Regions from separate parts of the Gossypium hirsutum genome. Here region 2 is linked to region 1. The links are chromatin contacts, called in public Hi-C maps. All regions are on one chromosome and are shown on one strand. Each heading gives the region's core, a stretch centred on a gene start, on an enhancer-like site or on the middle of the called end of the contact. The rest is flanking DNA. Distances are from core to core; before and after follow the strand shown.

The links. Hi-C and Micro-C count contacts between places; a contact is called where the count stands out from the background.
Region 2: a contact with region 1 is called in a Hi-C map of leaf, with 2.0 times the contacts expected there. The contact joins two enhancer-like sites. A contact is called at or near these places in 5 of 34 Hi-C or Micro-C datasets (callus and leaf).

Annotation. Positions count from the first base shown.
Region 1 is chrD03:45,938,923-45,943,290 of Gossypium_hirsutum_v2.1, reverse strand. No RefSeq gene overlaps it. Among protein-coding and RNA genes, the nearest start is that of LOC107949957, 13 kb to the left of the region's middle. Within about 2 kb of position 2,025, at least 1 of the 9 cell types and tissues checked has an H3K27ac peak or open chromatin away from gene starts, as enhancers often do. A contact at or near this core is called in leaf, where this site is marked.
Region 2 is chrD03:45,994,026-45,998,393 of Gossypium_hirsutum_v2.1, reverse strand. LOC107944695 reads right to left here. Exons shown (of 2, transcript XM_016878523.2): 2 at 4,093-4,329. The coding sequence ends at 4,093. Among protein-coding and RNA genes, the nearest start is that of LOC107944695, 3.0 kb to the right of the region's middle. Within about 2 kb of position 2,048, at least 7 of the 9 cell types and tissues checked have an H3K27ac peak or open chromatin away from gene starts, as enhancers often do. A contact at or near this core is called in leaf, where this site is marked.

The sequences.
Region 1 (4,368 bases), core at 776-3,275:
CTCACCGTTATAGTAAATAACAACACTAATATGTTCATTCATTTTCAACCAAATTATCTGTCGAAAGAAATTTAAAAAAAAAATTATGCAAAAATATAATGATTTGTATAAATATTAATACGATAAATCAACTTATATCTTATCAACATCTTCAATTTCTATTCTTCTGAACTTCTTCAATTTTTATTCTTCTGAACTTCTTCAACTTCTCTTGCTGTAACTTATGCAACAAGAGAATGAAATTTGGCTCATTTATAGCGTAAGAGGTAGTAGGATGCACTGTCACCAACACTACTGAAAAGAGCATCCAGCTGGAAGCTTTTTTCAGTACTTTTTCTGACAGTGCATCCTGCTTGAAGCGTTTTTCAATCTATTTTTTCAAAACCATCTTCTCAAATTTATTTTTTCAGAAACAACTGTACAAAAAAAAAGGTCTAGCTGGGAGCTTTTTTTAGTACTTTTACTGATAATGCATCTTGCTTGAAGCGTTTTTCAACCTATTTTTTCAGAACCATCTTCTCAAAATTATTTTTTCAGAATCAACTGTACAAAAAAAGCGTCCAGCTTAGAGCTTTTTTTAGTACTTTTGCTGACAGTGCATCCTACTTGAAGCGTTTTTAAACCCAACTATCAGATTTCCCGTGAATCCCGGGATATTTTTTCAGAACTATCTTTTCAAAATTATTTTTTCAGAATCAACTATACAAAAAAAGCGTCCAGCTAGAAGCTTTTTCTGTACATTTACTGACTGTACAAAAAAAATCATCTCGTCAAAATAATTTTTTCAAAATGCATCACTTACCTATTAAAAAACCCTAAACCCAAATTTATTTTTTAAAAATTCTAAACTCTAATTTTTTTCAAAAACACTAACCCTAAACCATAAAACCTTAATTTATTTTTTCAAAAACCCTAACACTAACCAAACGCTAAAACCCTACCCATAAACCCTAATCACTAACATGCAAATAACCCAAAAACCCTAGAAAACACGATCTAAAGTGCTTCCACGTCAGCGTGTTTTTGCTGACATGGCAAAACCGCTCCCTCGAGGAGGCATTTTTTTTTAATTTCCCCTTAAAATACTTCCACGTAGGGCGTTTTGAGTTTTTTTGGCCCATTTCAGTAAATAATGTTTTAAGCAGCCCATTTCCGTAAATAATGTTGGAAATGGGTCTTTTTTAGTAAAATACCCTTAATATTGTACCATTAAAATCCTTCCGTCAATTTAATTGGGCATTGGATATGAATAGATCTAATGGGTTGGGCCACCCGTCCACTCAAAAAATGGAAGGGTTTGGACAAAAATATAAACCTGAAAAAATGGACTTGAATAAAAAAATAAAGCCTGTATTTTAAATGGGTCGGGCACTAGATAGGATTTTTTGGCCTGAGCTCGACCCGGCCCGAATCAATTGTTTCGCTACTATTTTTTGTTGTTGTTTCGGTGCTGTTTTGCTACCCTTTCGCTATTATATTACTACTATTTTGTTGTTATTGTTTAGATATTGTATAACTCTTATTTTATTGTTAATTTTGCTACTATTTTAAAGGCATTTGCTTGCTAAGTTGCAATTATTTTAGTGTTATTTAAGTATAAAGACTTTTCTCAATGTATTTTCAATTTTTTGAGAATTATTTATTTTAATATTTTTAGTATATTTGATATACTATATTTTTAAAAATTGATTTCATACAAAAAGTAATCTAAAATAAAATAATATGGATGGATCAGACTCAAATTTAACATTTTTAATCTGAACTAAATTTGAATAAAATTTTAGACCTATTTTTTAACTAAAGTGAACTTAAAAAACGAATCTAAAATTTTAAATCGACCCGACCCAAATAATGAGGTGTTAATATAAACCATATTTGTAAGCAAAAACAGTTGGAATGTGACATGAAAACTTAAGAGCCACTCCACTGTCGGTGAAATGAATGATGGTGGAAATGAAAGTGATCCATCAGACGACCAAGAAGACAACCCAAAATCTTTCAAAGATCCATTTCAATGGGTTACCTTTATTTTATCTACTGCTACTTCTAGGGCGGCCCCCAGCGACGGGCTTCGCCCCATAAATGCCTCAATTTTATATAAAGGGTTCATATTTTGTTTTTTAATTTATACGACTTTTTTTTAATAATTTTATTATAAATTTTAATCATATTTATTTTTTAACATAATGTCTAATTAAGTTACTTAGGATACAAATATATTAACTAGATTTTTTCAATATCTAGCTAAGTTATTCCCTGTTCGCAATAGCTATGTTAGGTAAGTTGAGTTAATTCATTAAAAACAAATTTAATCAGTTGATTAGTGCATCAAACATATTCTTATCTTACCCACAAATAATTTATTAGTTATCGCCACTAATGTTAACCTAAATCTATTCAATTTATATCTCAACTTTAATTTTTTTCAAGACAAATCAATATTATCATAGTAATACAAATTGTTGATCATGAAAGTAGATTTAACACGCACATGATTCAATAAATAATTAGCACAGATCAAAATAATTGGAGAGAAAAAATAATCAATTAACTAAAACATAAAATTAATTTTTTTTTGTTACACTTAAATAGGACCCAATTGATTTTATTCAAAATGTTATAAAAGTACGCCTATGAATGATCCATTTATGTTAGAGGATGAAGAATTGCTATCATAGTCTCCCAAGACTAGAAAATGTAGGAATAATTTCATCCTTTACAAAGAAAGGTATGTTATATAATGAAGGTTTTGTTTTAGATTAGTGTAATGAGTGGGGAATTTAAAGACCCACATGTGCACCACCACAATAAGGAACTATAACATGGAGCAAATGTTAATTTCAGTAATCAATGTTTCATAGAATTCTTGTTCATTATCATATCTAATAATTCATTGCCAATTCATCTTTTGCCCCCTCATGTGGCTCAATTGAAAATTTCACACAAAAAGCACCCATTTATCATATTTATAATATACTAATTCTTTTGAATTTATATTGTTAGAGTTGTGTGATCCGAATCTCGTCACTTGTTAAAAGAAATAAAATAAAGAGGCAAAATAGGGAAATCTGTGGGGGGCGAAGGATCGAGGATCGCACAAATTGAATCTATATAGGACTATACTTCTTCTATTAGACATTGATTATAACAGGATTGTTTAACCCTTAAAATAAGAGTAGTCGAACTCCTCTTGTATTATTGATTTTTCAACATTAGTGAATTTCTCCTCCTCTACCCGTAATTTTTTCTGATAAAGATTTTTAATGTAAAATATGTGTGTTATTGTTTTTCTTTCTTATTGCTTTGCGATCATTTTTATTGCCATTATCGATGTTATGTATAACATATTAAAAGTTTTTCTTTTATCCATGCTAGAGTTTAACAAAAGTTCTAAAATGTACTTATTCGAGTAGAGATAAAGTGTAATCATAAATCTTTAACTCCTTTGAATAAATTGTATAATTCTAATTTTAATTTTTTGGAAATATTAATAATTCTCTCTGTTAAATAAAAAAATTGTATATTTAATATTAAAAAAAGTTAAAAATTCAAATTAAATAAATTTAATGCAAAAGTTTAAGTGTAAGTGACCCTCCATTAGCATTATTATTCTTTATAGAAGAAATGTAATTAAAACAATATCTTTTTTAAAGAAAGTAATAACATTAATGAAAAACAAAACTTTTATCAATACTAGTTATTGAGGGTTCTTTTTGGCCATCTATTAGTTATGGAGTTTAATTTGCTTTTTGTTGCATGGTTGAAGAAATCATATTAGAGGTTCAACATGTTGAACCCTTTTATCTGGACAAGTGAAAATAATAATAATTAAAAATTTTATAAAATTAGGAAAAATTATATTTGCAAAAATATGATGATGGAAATTAACTAAAATTTATGAATAACTTTTTTTAATCTTTTGAAAATTCTTTTGAGCTTTTAAATGGTTTTTTAACTGAGTTTTAAATTTCTTTTATTGAATCGTTGACCCAATTAATTCTGGTTGAACTAATTGATTTTAATTTTTATATTTGTTGTACCTCATAATATATCTAAATACAACCTGATACGTGTCTCCTAATGAAGTTAACATTCCAACAGGTTACACATTTCAGCTTAGCAAGCCTCAAGTACCATGCATCTCCACTAAGTTTGTGCGAAATCCACGTAGGAGCTCATAATCATTGAGTACAGATGAAATGCGTCAAACATCTATTAGACCTCTTAACCCAACGATTAACAACATCTGTACTTATTGAATTTTATCAATTTGATCTAATTTCAAGATCAATTCATTTAATTTTTGGCTGAAATATTGACTGTGGAATAATCATGAATAAATATAAAGATGATAGCATGACCAAGTTA
Region 2 (4,368 bases), core at 799-3,298, 55 kb before region 1:
TCTCTCCTTTCTTATAAGGAAAAAAGCTATACCAAGAAATAGAATAGGTAAAAACAAAGAACCAGTAATTTTGCTTAATGTTTTTTTTTTCTATGTTTTCTTAAATAATGGATATTGGATATCTCTATACAGATAAATACAAGGAGAAAATTTAGAGGGTTTAAAAACAATTTTCCCTTATTCTCTCATTTTTTTTGTTTTTGAAATTTTTATCTACTTTTATTTAAATTTTAAAATTTTTTAATTTTTAAAAAGAATTTCAATTTTTATCATTTTATATACAGTCAGGTTCAAATTGACAAAAAAATATAGAAAATGATAAATAAAATTGTTATTATATTAACTAAAAAAGTGTCACTTAACAGTCGAGTGACAAAAAAAACTATTTCCAAAAATATTAGTGACCAAACTATAACTCTTTAGTAACTAAAACGAAAATTTACTCATAATTTAATAAATTTAATGAATAATGGTACAATTTACCATAAATGTAAATGTTTTTTGAATTTATCGACTATTAGTGAATTATGTATGGGCATATGATAATAAATTTAAATAAATATTAAAAAGATTGATAATTGATATTTGTGGACATGCCATCAATCTTACAGATACATGAATGTAGGATCCATCAATAGTGAAGGATGCTAACATTTTCTATTTGACAAGTCTACCGACAATCAAGTCTAATCTACTACTTGGCATTAAAAAGGAACATTAGCAGCAAGCAGACTGTTTAGAAGGCAAACAAAGACAAGGCCAATGTGATATCTGCAGCTATTTCTTGATTTGGTCTGCAGTTTGGACTTAGCTACAAGGCAATAATAATTAAGGGACCACTTCCTTTAATCATTTATATATATTATGGGGTCAATGAAACAGGCCACTGGCCCTGTTTGGAAGCCTGGAAAGTCATGGAAAATTGTTGGGGTCAACTAGATTCCGAGATGATTCTATGAGATTAAGAGATTTTTTTTGTAATGCTATGTACTGCTAATCCGTTGAGCGGATTATGCCCTGGCTTGCATTAACTCGAAAATTTGACTTGATTAATTTGAATTTGATTATAAAAGTTAATGAATTGATTTATCTAGCTTTGAACTTGGATTGACGTAAATTCAGATTGATCTATTCGAAATGACCATAATAAAGAACTTGAAATGATCTGAACAAGGACAGACTACTAGAACTCAAAATAACCCAAACCTTAAATGATTCAATTGAAAATTTTGAGTTTCAAACAGGAGTGAAGCCATAAAATTTTTCTTGGGAGCCCGAATTTAATTGTAAATCTTTAAAAGATTGAAATGCAATTTTACTATTGTATTAACTTACAATTATAATTTCATCTCAAAGCCTTTTGTCTGCTTTCAATCTCAAATACAAAATTAGTTGAATTTGAAATTAACCTAAATTCAAAATAAATTGAATAAAAAATTATCTAAAAATTTTAAAACCAAATTGATTCAATCCCGACCCAAAACTAATCTAATCAGATTTGGCATAAATTATGATGTCTTTGTTGAAAGCTTAAATCTGTACCATTGTTGAAAGATAGTCCGGTCCTCCCTTCGTCACCATCTAGAAATTAAGGGAAAGCTTAGCCGATATCTCAGGGGATGAATCCCTTTACAACGAGCAAGATTAGAAAGAAAACACGAACATATTGCCAGTGGAAAACCATCCCACTGAAAGAAGTTTGCTCTAGTCAAAGCAGCACAAGCCAAAGTGTGCGTTACCCGATTAGCAAGCCTTCGAACCCATTGAAAGGGTAACATACTAAACTGCACCCTAAACTTAAGACAGTCAGGTAATAAAATTCCCCAATCAGAGCGGCAAGCATAATGACCTGTTAAAGCTTGTACCAAACGGAAACAATTGACTCGATGATGACCGTAGCAACGGGCAAAGAACGAAGCCATGGTAGTGCTTCCCTAACCACCAGCACGGGATTCAAAATTGCACCCAGATGTCCTGTGCAACAGGGAACTAACTCACCACGCGAGTCTTGGAGCACAGTGCCCAGTAGTCTGCCTTAGCTGCACCTGATCAAACAACACATTGGCCTCCCTCCATTCCTGCAAATAAGCATTAAAAAATAGCACTGTACAAGCCCAATTTAGCCCGTACTAGAAAATAAACCAAATTATTAACAGTCTATTTACAAAATTTTAACCCAATTTTAACCCAAAATCACCAACCCAAACCTAAACAAATCAGCCCAAGTAAAACCCCAAACCCAAACCTAAAATATCTACCCATTACAACTAGAAACCCAATGACCTAGCCCAATACCCCTAACCCAACCAAATCCAACATGGCCCAAATGGCCCAAAGCAAAAAAGGTCTGGAAACCCTAGCCCTAGGTGCGCCGCACCTAGGGTCTTCAGACCCTTGCCCTGCCACCGTCGCCTCTGACTAGCGCCGCACCTCTGCCCACCTGCTCCGACCGCCCTGCAAAATGAAAAGACAACACACAACAAAGCAGACAAAAAAAGAAACAAGTTGTAAAGCAAAAACAGAAAAAGATAGGGCCTTGTATTTTCGTCTATAAAGCCATTTTTGAACAGATTGTAAAAGGGGGGAGATAGTCGAATAAAAAAGGAAAATATCAATAAAAAAATCAGAAGGTTTACTCATATCGCCATTTTAATTTTTGTTTCATTATTATCCTGTTTTTCTATTTTATTTTCGTATCTTTACACAAAAAAAATAAAGCAAAAAGAAAAAGAAAAAAAAAGAAAAGGGGAGAAGAACCTACCGGAGTCAATCGGCGTCTTTGTCGTCGGAGGCTCCTTCACCGGTGCCAAAATCGATCGTTGAGAACGTGAATTCCCCCTTTTCCTTTATTTTTTTGGTTGTTTTGAGACCAGATCCAGATTCAGGGAGTTAGGATCTAAAAAAGGGACCCTTTTTACTCTTGCTGGCCACCGTGCACGGCGACGGCCGGGGTGGTGGACACTGGTCGGACTCCATGATCAGGAGAGAGCCTTAGGGCTAGTTTGGATGGGCGGGGTGTTTACCTCCGGTGAGGTTAAAAACAGCGGTGGCGGTGAGATTAGTTACTGTAGCGGTGAGATTGGATACTGTAGCGGTAAGATTAGAAACAATGGTGGAGTGTGTGTTTGGATTCAAACGCAACTGTAGCGGTGAGGTGAGAATAAGAAATGACTATTAAGAACATCATATTAGAATTGATATATAATATAAGTTTTTTAAATTGTTTTACTTTTTTAAAATTATTAAAATTTGTGAATTTATAAATTCATTTAATAAAATATTAAAATGTATCTTCCAATATTTTAATGAATTATATAATTAATTTAAATTATTTATTAGATAAAATGATAATTATTTTTAATTTTTTATAGTTAAATATTTTTTTATAACAATGATAAATATTATTTTCAGAAATAGTAACATTATACTTGGATAAAATTTTGAAGTATCTAAACGGATGATTTTTAATAAAAAAATTTATACAAAAGACATAACAAGTTTCATTAAAACTAGAAATTAGGTTATGATACAAAATGTTTTTACAAATATGGATTCATTAAACTAGTTGCAATGGTTTCCCTTAACATCGTGATTTCAAGGTCACTTTCTCTGTTAGAAGAACTCGATTCACCTCTGTCAAACTGGCTTGAAGAGACTGGCATGTCGGGTATATTCTCAAATTCTCGAAAATCCTCATCATTTGACCAAGCATGTTTTCGAATGTAATTATGCAAAACCATTGTTGCAATAACTATTAAAACTTGCTTGTTGAATGAATAACTTGGAATATCTCTTAATATTGGCCATTTTTTTTCCACACTCCAAATGTTCGTTCAATCACAGAGCGTAACGAAGAATGTGCATGATTAAAGATTTCTTTTTATTACAGATACTTGATGATTACCTCGACGAAAATTAGGTAAATGATATCGTTCCCCCTATATGGACCTAGAAAACCTGCCATTTGTGGATATCCTGAATCCACAAGATAATATTTTCCTACAAAAAAGTAAAACATAATATCAAAAGTTTAAAAATAATTTTAATATTTTAATATTTTTTTATGTAAAAAAGTAATTAAAAAATTAAAGTTCAACCTGGTGGAGGGTGTGCAAACTTCAACTCTTGTTTTCTGAGTGCTTGCAAAAAAATTCTACTATCATGTGCTGTTCCTTCCCAACCAGGAAATGCAAAAATAAAGCACATGTTGAAGTCACAAACTGCCATAATATTTTGAGTTGGTTCACCTTTCCATCCGATATAAGGTAGTTGACAAGAAGGCGAAATGTATGCTTTTATGTGTGTTCCATCTATGGCCCCAATACAATCCTTTAAAATAAATACAAGTAATAAGATAAAAGTTAGAAA